Regions from separate parts of the Dromaius novaehollandiae genome. Here region 2 is linked to region 1. A link is a contact called in public Hi-C data. All regions are on one chromosome and are shown on one strand. Each heading gives the region's core, a stretch centred on a gene start, on an enhancer-like site or on the middle of the called end of the contact. The rest is flanking DNA. Distances are from core to core; before and after follow the strand shown. Region 1 holds the start of LOC112985130 (16 kDa beta-galactoside-binding lectin). Region 2 overlaps SEPTIN11 (septin 11).

Evidence for each region. Hi-C and Micro-C count contacts between places; a contact is called where the count stands out from the background.
Region 2: a contact with region 1 is called in a Hi-C map of brain, with 3 times the contacts expected there. The contact joins the enhancer-like site here to the promoter of LOC112985130 in region 1. A contact is called at or near these places in 2 of 4 Hi-C or Micro-C datasets (brain and liver).

The regions. Positions count from the first base shown.
Region 1 is chr4:12,820,514-12,827,188 of bDroNov1.hap1, reverse strand. LOC112985130 (16 kDa beta-galactoside-binding lectin) reads left to right here and starts at 2,910. Exons shown (of 4, transcript XM_026103530.2): 1 at 2,910-3,007; 2 at 4,515-4,594; 3 at 4,802-4,973; 4 at 5,485-5,722. The coding sequence starts at 2,999. The coding sequence ends at 5,628.
Region 2 is chr4:12,888,692-12,895,105 of bDroNov1.hap1, reverse strand. It overlaps SEPTIN11 (septin 11), which reads right to left. Exons shown (of 11, transcript XM_064510442.1): 6 at 6,046-6,142; 7 at 4,016-4,184. Among named protein-coding and RNA genes, the nearest start is that of SEPTIN11, 41 kb to the right of the region's middle. Within about 2 kb of position 2,040, at least 2 of the 2 cell types and tissues checked have open chromatin away from gene starts, as enhancers often do.

The DNA of each region.
Region 1 (6,675 bases), core at 1,661-4,160:
TGCCTGGCTTTAGCCTGTGCAAATCAAGAGATGTACTTAGAGCTCAGGGCAGGGAGCAGATGCTGGGTAGTGCCTCCTGTCCTCAAGAGCAAGCCTGCAGGGCTGGGTGGTAGGAGGGCACCCTTAGTTCCCTCAGGTATCACCCCCTGGAGAAGCAGAGGATGACTTTCCTCCTGCAGTTCCTGCCAGGGTTGCCTGGCAGGTGCAACACCCTCCCTAAAATCACATTCGTGAGCAGTAGCTCCTGGAACTGGGAAAATATGCAGTGTGTGCGCCCCAGCTTTGCTCTCTTGGGGCCTGTGTGTGTTGGGAGCCTGTGCTACAGATGCAGCTAATTCTGGATCTCCTCTACATCCTGGCTCCTGCCTGGGGTTTTCCTCTTGGAGCAGCATCTGCCAGCCCTGGGGTGCAGAAGTGGCTTGCATGGGGTAGCTACTCTGTCCCTTCCTTTCCTGGCCTTGAGGGGGGATCCTAATCCTCTGCCTGCCTGCCTGCCTGCTGTGGGCTTGCACGTTTTGTCCCAGGAAGCAGAGTGTCAGGGCTCAGTCTTTTCCCTGTGGGCAGTGTGAAGTGTCCTCTCCCTCACATGGCGCAGAGGGTCTGGGGTCACCCTTGGCGGGATGGGGCAGGGCAGCGTGGCCTTGCTTTGCAGCCTGTACCCCTCTGCAAACGTGCTGGAAGGGAAGGAGACCCACTGGGGGATTTTCTCCCTTGTTTTCCCACTGGAGGCTGTGCAAGGGAAGATGTTCCTTCTTCTGGCTCCCCACCACAGGGGGATAGGAGTAAAGGAGGGCAGTTTGGCATCTCAGGACTCGTCTGACACTAATCACTGCTAATTCCACTGGGCGTAGGATCAGGAGCATTAAATCAGGGCAGGACCAGAGGGTTTTCTGCTAACCCAGCTTGGCTGTTAGGGCAGAGCACTCAAGGAAAACAAACAGCACAGTCTCCAAGCACAATCAGAAAGATATCTCCCTGTCTGAAGGAAAGGGCTGGAGGAGGAGACACCAGGCCAGAAAAGCAGCTCACAAGAAATGCGCGTTTCCGAAGGGGCATCAGAGCAGCCAATATGTTAAGCCCATGGCACCGCAACCCCCCTCAGCAGCAGCACTGCCTCCAGAAACACGGCAGCACTGAAAAGAGAGGTTTCCAGGGGTTTCGCAGAGCTGAATGGAAAACAAATACAAAAACCCAACCAACCAAATGGAATTTGCTCAATCCCTCACATGTGGCAGCGAACAGCGGAACAACTGCACACTAACTCAGGCGCACAGAAAGCAGGAGCCTAAAACCTATCTGTAACATGTGATCCCAGCTAACATGCGAGGGACGGGGGCAAACTTAAGGTGGAATTTCTTGGGCTTTCTCCGAACCGTCCATGGAGGGACGTGTTCTCAGTGGCTGGCCTTTGCTACGAGCGCCAGGTCTGCTCCTGCGGTTAACTCCTGACTTCAGCCTGGCTTTTGCATATGCAGAGGATGGTCAGGGAGTTAGTTGGAGGCCGGAGCACGTGCAGGATTTTCCCTGCAGTACTTTCAGTCAGCGTTTTTTTTGCCCTATTTTAAATACCCCCAGCCACCGGACTCCAAATCACACTTGTGACTTTGCAGTTCAAACGCAGCCCAGGCTTGATTTATCCAGAGTTGTATGCGATGCTGAAACGTCTCGTGAATGTTAGAACTGGGTGTGGAGGATATTTGGGGTTAGGTATGGTGTCAGGAGCCAGGACACTTGTTCGTATAGCAGCAAGCAGAGCTGCTGAAGTTTTAGTAGGCTCCTGCATGGTAGCATGTTTCCTTCTGCTACCTAGCCATGAATTCCTATCCTCAGTTTCAGTGTTATCAGCAGATATCTATCTCACAGGCTAGTCATGGCTTAACCAACAAGTAACATGCTGCATTTATAGAGCAGCTCCCAGTGAAGTTTTAAAAAGCCCTTATTAACCTCATAGTGGGACTGTGAAGTTGCACATCACTACTGTCATTTTAGGCATGGGGGAAACTGAGGCACAGAGGCCTAAGGACCCTCCTAAGGCCAGTCCGAAGCTAAGAGCAGCACCAGCTGACCCTGTCCCACAGACCCTCGTAGCACTTCATCTGCTACCTCCTTCACCTCCCTGCTCTGCAGAGCCCCTTGGGGCAGTGACATCATGTGCTTTCAAGAGACACAGTAAAGGGGAACAGCAGGCGTTACGGACTAGCTGGGAAAACAGCCTCCTTTCTTGCCAGCTGCACTCAGCCCTGCCTGGCCTCTTCCTCCGCTAACAAAGCATTTCTCTTTTCCCTCTGGAGTCTTTTGCAACTGGAATCAAACCAGTAAGATCACTCTACTTTTCAAAAGCTGCAGCCTGATTTCTCATGTGTACTAGTGTCCCACACAAACAGCCTTAACTTTTAGACACTTTTTAAATTCTGACATTGAATGTGGGGTTTTATTTAAATGCAAGCAAGCAGTAATGCTTTGTACCCAAGGGCTCCTGACAGTCCAGTCTCCCTCACAGGCATGAGGCTGGGCTGCAAGGATGAGTACAAACACATTCACAGAGGCAGTCACTTCGCAGCGGTAACATGAGGAATCCAACCCTGATTTTAGTCAGGGATCACTTAACAAAAAGCAGCCACCTCAGTGCAGGCACAGAGCCACACTCGGGCTCCTGGGAGAAGCACCAACACACACTGCATAGCAGCAGCTAGAAGAGTTTACAGCAAGGATTTCTAGGATCACACAGAAGCAAACAATCACTAGCTTTAAAAATCGTGCACGTTATGCCAGCAAAGAACAATATCAATACAGATTTAACCCAGCACCAACTTTAAATGGCTGGGAATGCTCCAGCGCCCAAACAGCTCCAATTGATCCCCTTCTTCACTCCCTCTTCCCCCCCCCCCCCAATCATGTGATAGTCCTGCCCAAATGATTTAAGCTGTTGGAGCACAGTGCTGAGTCACGTTGGGCTGTGGAGTAGGGGCGGTGGCGTGTCCTGCCTGGCGTCTGCAGCATGAAGCAAGTGAGTGTCCTCTTCTAACTTGGTGGGTGTGCCAAGCAGGATGAGGGTTTGGTACGTGTGGGTTTTGGGCTTGGTGCCAGAGGAAAGAGAAGAAAAGGATTAGCTGAGAGGAAATGCTGGGCTGATATGTGGCTGGGGGAAGAGTGGTTAGGGCTGATCAGCTGTTTTTCTTTTTCCTCTTGCCTTTCTTTAGTGTATGTTATTTAAGGGGGGAGGCTGTTTTAATGGATTGCTGCATCTTTTAATGCCTTAAAAGTTTAGGATTGCTTGCAGTTTACAATATCTGAATATATCTAAACTTTGTATTTTCCTTCTGGAAAAGTGTCTCTTAGGTGTAGGTCTGGGCTAACCCTCAACTTCACAGCAAAGGAATCCAGGATGGCTACAGCTGCCCCTGGCCTCCTAGCTCTCCTTGCCTTGAAAGGACCCATTCAGCCTTGAGGCTGTGTGTTAGGTTGTACTTGAGCAGTGTAATAAAAAAGAGCTGGAAGACAGTATTAGTAGGTGCCCTTAGTGCTATGGTGATAAGCAGTTTAGTGCCTGGGGGAATCGGGTCTCAGATGTGGGCAGAGCTAGGAGTAGACATGATCATGAAGGCTGTTTGGGGCAGGGTAGCAGCCCTAGGTGGGCACTGTGCTCCACAGCTGCCCATGGCTGCTAAGCATGTGCTTCTGCAAGCCAGGAAAGGAGGATGAGCCCAATTATTTGATGTAACTGATCTGGATTTAGCCCCCTGCCCTAACCATCATGTGCAGCTCTGCACCAATGTGCCTGGGCTTGGAGTACAGGCTGTGGAGCACAGCCTGAGTTGTGCTGTCTGACATGGCAAAACAGCACCCTCCTTTTAGTGGAGGTACTCTGCTAATGTGAAGTGCCATTTTTGGGATATACAGGTGAGGGAGAGAGTAATGTGACTCCCAGAAAAGGAACAAGCTGAACAAGCACTCTTATTTGTGGTGCAAGCCTCAAAGGGGTGTCTGTATTTTGCTTTACTGGCCTGCAGCTGAAAGTGGGCTCCATTGACCCTGATCTCTGTGCCAATGGCTGTAAGTCAAGCCACCAAGTTTCTGGTGGCCCTTTTTGCTCAGAGACACCCTGCCCCCCTTCCCCTGAGAGAGGGAAGGACATGAAGTGTAATGAAGGTTGTTTACTTCTGTGATAAGGGCCCTTGTTACTGCTGACTTCAAGGTACAAGCCTGCTTGTGAGTGTCCCTTGTAACAGCTGCTAAATGAGTGCCTGCACCCTGGCCTTGTTAGACTTGCTTGAGCTACCTCCTCCTCAGCTTGCATTGCTACCCAGGCTGGGTGCCACCACTGGGGTGACAGCTGTGAGGCACGATTTCCTCGCGGAGGGGTTAGAGGCAGCTGGGATGGCTCAAAACCTGTGCTGTAACTCTCGGTCCCAAATGAAGCTAGGTCTGGCAGACCTAGCTTCCGCCCTGTCTTGGCCCCAGCAGGCTTGTAGGCCTGCCTTGAGTGGGCAAACTCCTATGGTTTGTTCCTGCAGGGACTGGTGGTCACTCAGCTGGATGTCCAGCCTGGAGAGTGCATCAAGGTCAAAGGGAAGATCCTGTCGGATGCTAAAGGGTGAGTGGGGAGATAGAGGAATGGATGGATGTGGCACTGGTGTGGACCACATGGGCTCCTGCCTTCCCTGGAGGGTGACTGAGCTCCTGCAGGGCTCAGCCTCTGCATGGAGCAGCTGTGACTGGAGCTGCTGTGTGTGTGTTGGGAGGTGGAGAGGGTGGTGGGCTCTTTTGTGCTGCCTCCCTGCAGTGCTTGCTGTCTCCCCAGGTTCGCTGTGAACATAGGGAAGGACAGCAGCACACTCATGCTGCATTTCAACCCTCGCTTTGACTGCAAGGGGGATATCAACACTGTTGTGTGCAATTCCATGGAAGATGGTGCATGGGGCGAGGAGGACAGAAAGGCCGACTTCCCCTTCCATCATGGCGATAAGATTGAGGTGAGGCCCTGAGGATGTGTGCAGGTCCTGGCACAGACCACAGCACTGATGCTGCAAGGGTGGAGCTTTTAATGCCACCTGGTATCTCTGAGATGGAGAAGGGGGCAGGTATGGAAAGAGCTAGGCAACAACAGGGCAAGAGCCTGGCAGCTGAGCTGACAGAGTCTAGCCCTGCTCTGCCTGAGTCAGTGCTCAGCAGCTCAGATGTGGTTAGGTCTCCACTCTGGCCTTCCTTTGCAAGCCACACCAGTAAGAGCAATTAAAACTGGCCTGTGATTCCAGCTGGGTCAGTCTCATCCCTTCATGGCAGAAGCTTGGGGCTGCCCTTGGGCAGAGCAAACCAGCTTCCTCCCTTGGTGCATCTGCTGGGCAGGGAGGAGATGGAGCTGGCATGCACTGACTTAACCACCTGTGGCTACCTCATCTGTCCTCGGCCTGTGCCCAGCTCGGAGGGAGTGGGTGGCCTGGCTCGTCAGTGCTGATGTGTTGGTCTTGTTATGGTTCTCTACAGATGTGCATCTCCTTCGATGCAGCAGAGGCTACAGTGAAGCTGGCTGAGACGGAGTTCCAGTTCCCCAATCGTTTGGGCATAGAGAAAATCGAATACCTGGCTGTGGAGGGTGACTTTCAAGTCAAAGCCATCAAGTTTAGTTAACTGCTGTGGCTTGTTTTGTTTTCTTCCCCATCACCTCCTGCACAATGAAATAAACCCAAACTTGCTGTGGCTGCTCCCTCTGCTGTTTCCTGCACTAATCTGCTTGCTCCTGTCTGTGTGTGTGCACATGTGCTACAGGGGTGCACAGTGGGAAGGGGGATGTATCCCCCTATGTCCCTATTTAAACTGCAGCTGGTACTGAATTTGGGTTGATCATATGCCATGTGAAGCAGGAATTATTGTGACTCAAGCTACCTTAGCAGTAGGTGCTCTCTTGACCCTGCTTCCTGCAGGAAGTGGTCCCTGGCTGTTTGGTCTCAACTCTGGGACTAGTCCCAGCCACTCAGCTGTGGTGGAGAGGCTTAAGGAAGTGTGCTGTGCTACCTCTGTCCAAGGGGCACTGCTTATCCCTTGTTTCTGGGGGGACTGATGCAGAGCAGGGCATGGCTTGGGCTCTTGCAGGCAGCTTTGCTCTCTGGGAATGTGCTTGGCAGTGGCTGTCTTGCAGGCTGGCATGACAGGTTAACTGCACTTGCCAGGGGAAGAGATGGGGAGTGAAAGGTGAATCCTGGAGTGGGACCAGATAGTGTGGATGCTCTTACAAGACCTTATAAGTTTTCCCCTTCCTATCTGCTGCTTCATGGATTGCTGTTTTCTAGCACTTGGCTGCTAAGCTCCAGATGCATCCTGAGGGCTATATCCAACAGTGGAAATGAAGATATTAAACCCTGAAAGGGCCAAGTACAGCTAGCTGCAGTTAGGCAGAGAAGGGAAAAAAGCCTAGTAAATAGTCTCTTCTACCTACAACCTCTTTGCTTTGCTCATGCAATGCCTTGGGGTGTGTCTGCTACTCCTGTTCCCAAGCTGCCTGCCTGCCATGGGTACCCATGAGAGATTGAACTGGGACTGCTGCAGCATTTGAGGACCTCAAAAGGTAATGAAATCTTACCCTTGGAGTGCTGCAGGTGGGCTTCCTGGGGTGTGGGGCTGGCACTGTGGTCTTGACAGCTGGGGTACTCCTGCCCAGTGCAGCTCAGCTGACAAAGG
Region 2 (6,414 bases), core at 791-3,290, 69 kb before region 1:
ACTTCTTGGCATTGCTTTATTTCCCCAGCACCGAGATACCGCAGCAATGATTTGAGACACAAAACATGTGGTCCATGCACCTCTGAGATTTTCACAGCCTCTTAGGAAGCCTGAACGCCAAATTCCTTTTCATTTTATTCCTTAAATGGATTTGGATGTTTCAGACATAATGATAGTGTGGGAATGATAACTATTTCCCCATGATGCTTTTCTGAAAGGGCATTTTTTTAATGAAAAATCCACTGATACAGGAGAGATGTGCTGCTTCATCTACCTGGCACGCACACACCTAAGGGGCACATTAAACGCCAGGCTAGTGAAACATCATAAACCCATTAAAGCCAAAGCATCGCCTTGTCTTGCACAGGGATATTCTTTTGAGCTAGGGAATAAAACCCAACAGAGGTGCTTCAGTCTTGGACTTAACATCCCAAAGTGATGGGTGCTCCAAATCCCTCCTGAAATACTCCAAGGACAGGCTGCCCCAGAGCTGCTCTTGCACAGCGCTGGCCAACCTGAAGGAATAGCATGATTCCAGATGACCAGACACTGAACCAAAAAATGCTCATAAGAGTGTAAACACACACAAATCTTTTCACCTGGGAATGGGGCAAGAGACTTCTTTACGTACTGAACTAAATCAAGGACCACACTGGTCACAGCAGATACAGGCTTAAACCAGAACCTCCTTAAAATTCAGTCTTGGATTTAATCCTCTGACTTCGGACACTAACGCTTCAATTTACAAATCTTTCTGACGTGTCTGGCCTAGAAAAACCCTGGGCACAGATTAGTCTTCGCTGCTCAATGAGCAAAAATTGAAATCTGCAATTACTGACATACTGTACCAGGGAGCAGCAGAGCCTTACAGACCAAAAGGGAAAGCTGTGCACACTGCTAATCATATCCCGTATTGCAAACAGCTTCTCACAAAGCTCATTTCCAAAAACACAATGTGGAATGATAGGCAAGCAAGAAAAGGTTAGCAGGAGCTAGTGCTTAAGAACAGCCCTTAAACTGACCCAGGCTCAATGCAAATCTCAGCTTCAAGCTTAAAACCTACCACTAAACTAAAGCCAGAAACCCAAATCTCTACTGAAGCGACTCTGACATCCAGAAGAACCAAGTTAGCAGAGAAACTGGCCCAGCAACTGCAAACTGCATATGAAAAAACACTCATAGCCCAAAGGAGCAACAGTCAAAGCCAACTGGGACTCTACAGCTTCTCACAAAAATGACTAAGGAATTTGCTTTTTAAGTAAACAAACATATGAATATGAACCTGGATTAGATGAGTAACTTGACTCCCCAAAACACGATACACAGTTAAAGATGCACTGTCAAAAAATTCCCAGTTTAAAAAAAAAAAAAAAAAAAAAAAAAAGTAGTTTGAGAAAATTAACCAGACCAACTGAGAAATCAGACGTCTGACAGCAGAGAGCTCTCTGTGCAGCGGAGGACTCCCATTCCCACAACTGATGCCTATGGCTCTGCTCGCTTGGCATCACTAGAGCTTGGACAAGCGGTGCCATGCGCTCTGCCCACGTGAGCTGGGATCATGCCACTGCCAGTCTCCCGTTTGCGCAGCTTCTAGCACAGTCGCCTATGTAGTGCCAGAATTTTTTGCTGAGGTCTTTTGTCCAGCTTGCCTTGAGATTTATTAAAGACTTCCTGCTCCTGGCAGAAGTGATGCAAACAGGCTGAGGAATGGTGGTGCCTGTGGTTTCCAAAACCCAGACCCGGGGGAAGGCTTGTTTTTGATCACTGGAGGAAGAACAGAAGGAACCAAACCTAATGTTTCCCTCATTTCAGATGTACATTGGCCTCAGCAAACCAGCTTCGGTTCATGGGTTTAGCTTGTTTACTGGAGGGAGGGAGGGAGGGAGGAGGCACCCAGCATGAACCGCTCTGAACTAGCACATACCAGATGGAGAAATTCTGTACATTTTCATTTCCTTTCTACTTATAGCTTGGTCAAAAGAGGCCTCGTGTACAGGAAGTAATGGAAATTCCTCAGATTCCTGGACGGGAAGGGCTGAGCCCATCTTAAGCCACTGCTCTCTAGAAAGGAAATCCAATAAAGCCTCACACTTTGGCTTAGTAACAGAGCTGGACCTGACCGATTTCACTGGAGTTTCTCCACTGCAAAAGAAGTGCAGCTGCATATTCTCAGCAAGCCACAAATCAAGCCCTGAACTGAAGAAAAATCCATGTAGCAGCACAGGCCGAACTCTGCTCTCCGTGGAGTGCCGTTTTCCAGACACGAGGGAACCAGAAACAGGCGCACAAGGCCCCTGCTCTGCCTCGGGCTCTGGAGCCCACCTGGGTTTCCACTGCTGAGGGCCAGAGATGAATCACGTTCGTGGCAATCCGCACCAGCCGGCCACACGTCTGCCACCTCGGTGATGGGCACGCCAATTCCTGACATGCACGTGTGTTATGGGGTAAACCCACGCTGATGCAAGGACATGCATGTAATTCTGACTCTCTCCCTTGGGGCAGCAAGGACCGTGGGACACTGCTAAGGCAGCGGGTGTCATTCTTGGGGAAAAGGTAGGGAGGAACGGGAAACAGGAAATGAAGGGAGAAAGCAGCCACCCCCTCCCAAATTCCCACACAGCTGTTGTCCCTGGCTAATGACTTAGGCTTCAGACCAATAAAGCTGTTGGAGACGGCACAAATCGTATTTAGCAATAAACCAAACCTCATGCATCAGACCAGCTCCAGGAGAGTCAACAAGCATTTCTCCAGAATCACCCTTTTGCTAAGCAGTTGTACCTCAAAGTGTGAGTCACCTTCATCTTAGCACAGACACAGCTGCACTCACGGCACTTTTAAAACCCAGCTATTGTATCTGGCCTCGACTGTCGGCAGAGCAAGCTGGCTGCAAAACGCAATCGAGCCTGCAGTGGAGGAAAGGTGGCACTAACGCATCTCCTGAGTATCTCAAAATCAGCTCTTCTCCAGGGGTAAAAAAGCGTCAGGAGGAATTTCTGAAGTGACTGACAAACTCTGTCCAACAGACTCACCCAAGCCACCACAAAGCCCACGGTACAGCCAAGGGCAGAACCAGTAGGAAGGTGAGTGTTAGTTCCCTTTGAAGCTGAACAGGTCACAGGTTTTAGGAAAGCAGGCACGAGGGTGTGGGGGCGGGAATAAGCTTCCCAACTGAAAAATTTCCAAGTCAACCAGAATGGTACTGGCGTTAACTGTTCCAAATCAGACGTGCCTACAAGCCCTGGCTGCAGACCACAACCAACCCTCCTTTGGTGCCTTACAAAAACAAGGTCCCTGCCACTCTGCTGAGGATACAGAAAGAAACCAGGAGAAAGCAGCAATCCTCACAGCAGCCTTTGTCACGTAAAGCAATGGACAGCTTCAAACGTGGACAGCAAAATCAGCTTGCTTAGACCAATAAAGAATTGCTCTACATAAGGAGTGACAGGAGGACGGTTTGGGGATCAATCCGTTGGACACTTTTCAGTACTGGCTGACAGGTAACAGGCAGAAGACAGACTGAAAGGCCTTACAAGTGAGGGCCAGCAGCTCACATTTGACGTGACAGAGCAAGAGGAGCTCAGGGAGGGGTGCACAGACAACTGATACAACTTAAGCAACAGGCTGCAGAAGGATCTGTGGAGATCCACTTCCTCTGCCTAAACTTTCGAGGTTGATCTGAAATGGGTTGTATTCTGCTCTCAAAACACATCCCATTCAAGCACCCCAGGGATGTTTTACAGGCGCTAGAAAGAATGTATGCCCTTCTGCAGGACTGCACACATTTTCAACATATTAAGGCAAAAATAAGCTTTCTCAACCACTCAAGCTTTTCCTGTACACAAATCCTAGGCCCTGAGGGCAGATCTACATTGTACAAGATTTTTCTCTCCAACAGCACTTCAGATCTAAGCCGCTCTCAGCGGACTACTACCTCCCCTGTTCTTCCAAACCCCAGCAACCCCAAGACCTCACAGCTATCTGGCTGTCCAAGGCCCGAGGAACACCTTCCTCCTACCTGAATGGTTTACTGTCTGGATCTGTGTCCTTGAATCCCATCTCTTCTAGTTTGCAGCGCCTGTACAGCTCATAGTGTCGGGTGTGCGTCTGCTCTCTCAAGTCCTCCATGTTCACTCGGATCAGCATCTCCCGCAGCTTCACAAAGTCACAGTGATTTTCATTTTCAACTGCAAAAGAAGCAGACCATCTATGGAGACAATGTTAAACCTAGGAGCCAGTGGATTTCTCCCTTTCCCTTTTCTGAACCCAGACTCCAATTTAGCAAGCCTGAATGTCCTTTAAGCACACAAGCAGAACTCAAACTGCACCAACATGCCTTGCTGAATTGGGGTGAATGCCAAACACATGCATCAGAGCAAGGCCTTTCATTGGTTTTGTATTATCTCTGTGTTCCCATTCACCACAGAGGTCCTTGCTGTCTGTGCATTTCTGCAGCAGCAAGAGAGGTGCTGACCTGTTTGCACAAGGGGTTTCACTTCACGCTCAAATCCACTCTAAATGCAAGTCACTGACACGAGTCCAGGCAGGCAGCAGAGTCTCAGTTTGCAGTGGCGGTCAAAGGAAAGGCCACGATAGGACCCCGCCAGAGGTGCTGTACTCGTCCCATGCCCGCTTACCTAGTGAAGGAGCCTTAAACCCCTGCTCCTGGCACCGAAAGGGAGGCAGCAGCAGACAGGCAGGGTATACCATGGGCTCTCGTCACTATTTCTATTCACAACGGGGTCCGGCGTGCCACAGTCAGCCCCTGGGAGAGTGAGCTGTGCAGCCCAAGAGGTGAGTGGGGCCAGAGGGCTGCACACATCGCTGCAGCAAACATGCAAAAAATTAAAAATTAGGGCTGCAAGTTCTCCTTTTGGGATCTGACAGCGAGCAGCAGGTGCCTCTGCTGCTAGCAGACCACTCTGCAGCACGCTCCAGGAGACCCAGCAAAGCACTCCAGCTGCTCCCCTTTGGGCCAGAGCAATGTCTCAGAAGAAAGGGGCAATTTAGGGCTGGATCTTCAAAAGCTCTCTGGTACCCAACTAAATCTCTGGATGAGCTGGTCTTAAATTTCCTGGAAATAGCAAGAACCCAGCAGGATACATGTCAAATACCAGACTTCCCAAACCAACTTCTACAAGTCATGCCCAGTATTGCCCTCCAGCTTACACAGCTAGAGACAGTAAGTCTCAAGTTACTTCAGGGTCAGACTTTGTTACTGAGAAAAACTGGGCGAGTTGTGCAGAATTGTCCTGTGGATGCTCCCCTGCAGCTTGCTGGGCCGTTCTCCAGATGGATACGGGGCTGAAGCCACAAGTGGACTACCACTGGGAGCGGTGGAGAAGACAGGGACAGTAATGCTCTCACCCTGTGTTTCCCAGTGTTGGCTGGAAAAGCAAGGACTGGCCCCATCTTTGACAGTATTGATACAACCTGGGTTGCAAACATAGTCCAAGTCCAAACTCTGCTTTCCATCAGAAAAAAGAGCTTTCAGTGACCTTAGCAGGGATTGCATACTCAACCTGCACGTCCACATTTTCTTAGGATACAAGGACAAGATAAACAAAGTAATCAGTATTAAATTAGTTCTGCTCCCATTTCAAGTCGAAAGGGCAGAGACCTGCTGACTACTCCCTCAGCATGCAGACTGGCTCCCTGGAAAATCCTCCAGCTACATGTTTGCTTTCAGCCTTGTGCGCGAGGCCCAAACTGAACATTCAGCTACCTAGGCCTTGCCCCCATCGCTCAGACTTTGTTTGCTGGCAGAAAAGCATCAGAAACAGAGAAGGGTGATTTAAGTTTTCAATTAGTTACTTAACATCTTTTAGTAATCCTACCCCGTTCCTTCACAAAGTGAACACTGAGTTGCAAAGCCTCCTCTTTCCTGTCTATATCTAGGTTGCAAAGCTCTCTTCTGGAGGGCAGGCCTTACAGCAGAGATCTTGCTACCTCAAGACAGATTCTGATGCAGCACATCCAAAGATCAATGCGTCTTTCACCAGAACGAGACAGAACTACTGGGACTTATTTGTGCCTTTGGTAACATACCCTGCACAACACCCCATGGGTACTGCCTGGCTTTTGCCATCTTGTTGCCAATCTTCACTTCTTCGGTGCTGCCAACTACGGCAAACGGAAGGTGGACCTACAAAAGGAAAAGGACAATGAGGTTAGGGATTTCCTTTGTTGCGCTGCCAGCAATTGTTTCTGAAGAAAGCTGTTTACTGTGGCAGCTGCGCTGGATTTAAGTTGCTTTAATTCCCTTTGCGATTCAACTGGTAGGCTTCAGTACAGCAGCCTGGATTAGAAGCCTGCTTGGACTTAAAGTCCAAATATCTGAAGTCCTAAAAATACCAGAGAAAGAGATGCACATATTTGACATGTAATTACAACGCATGACTATCTTAAGCACAGACA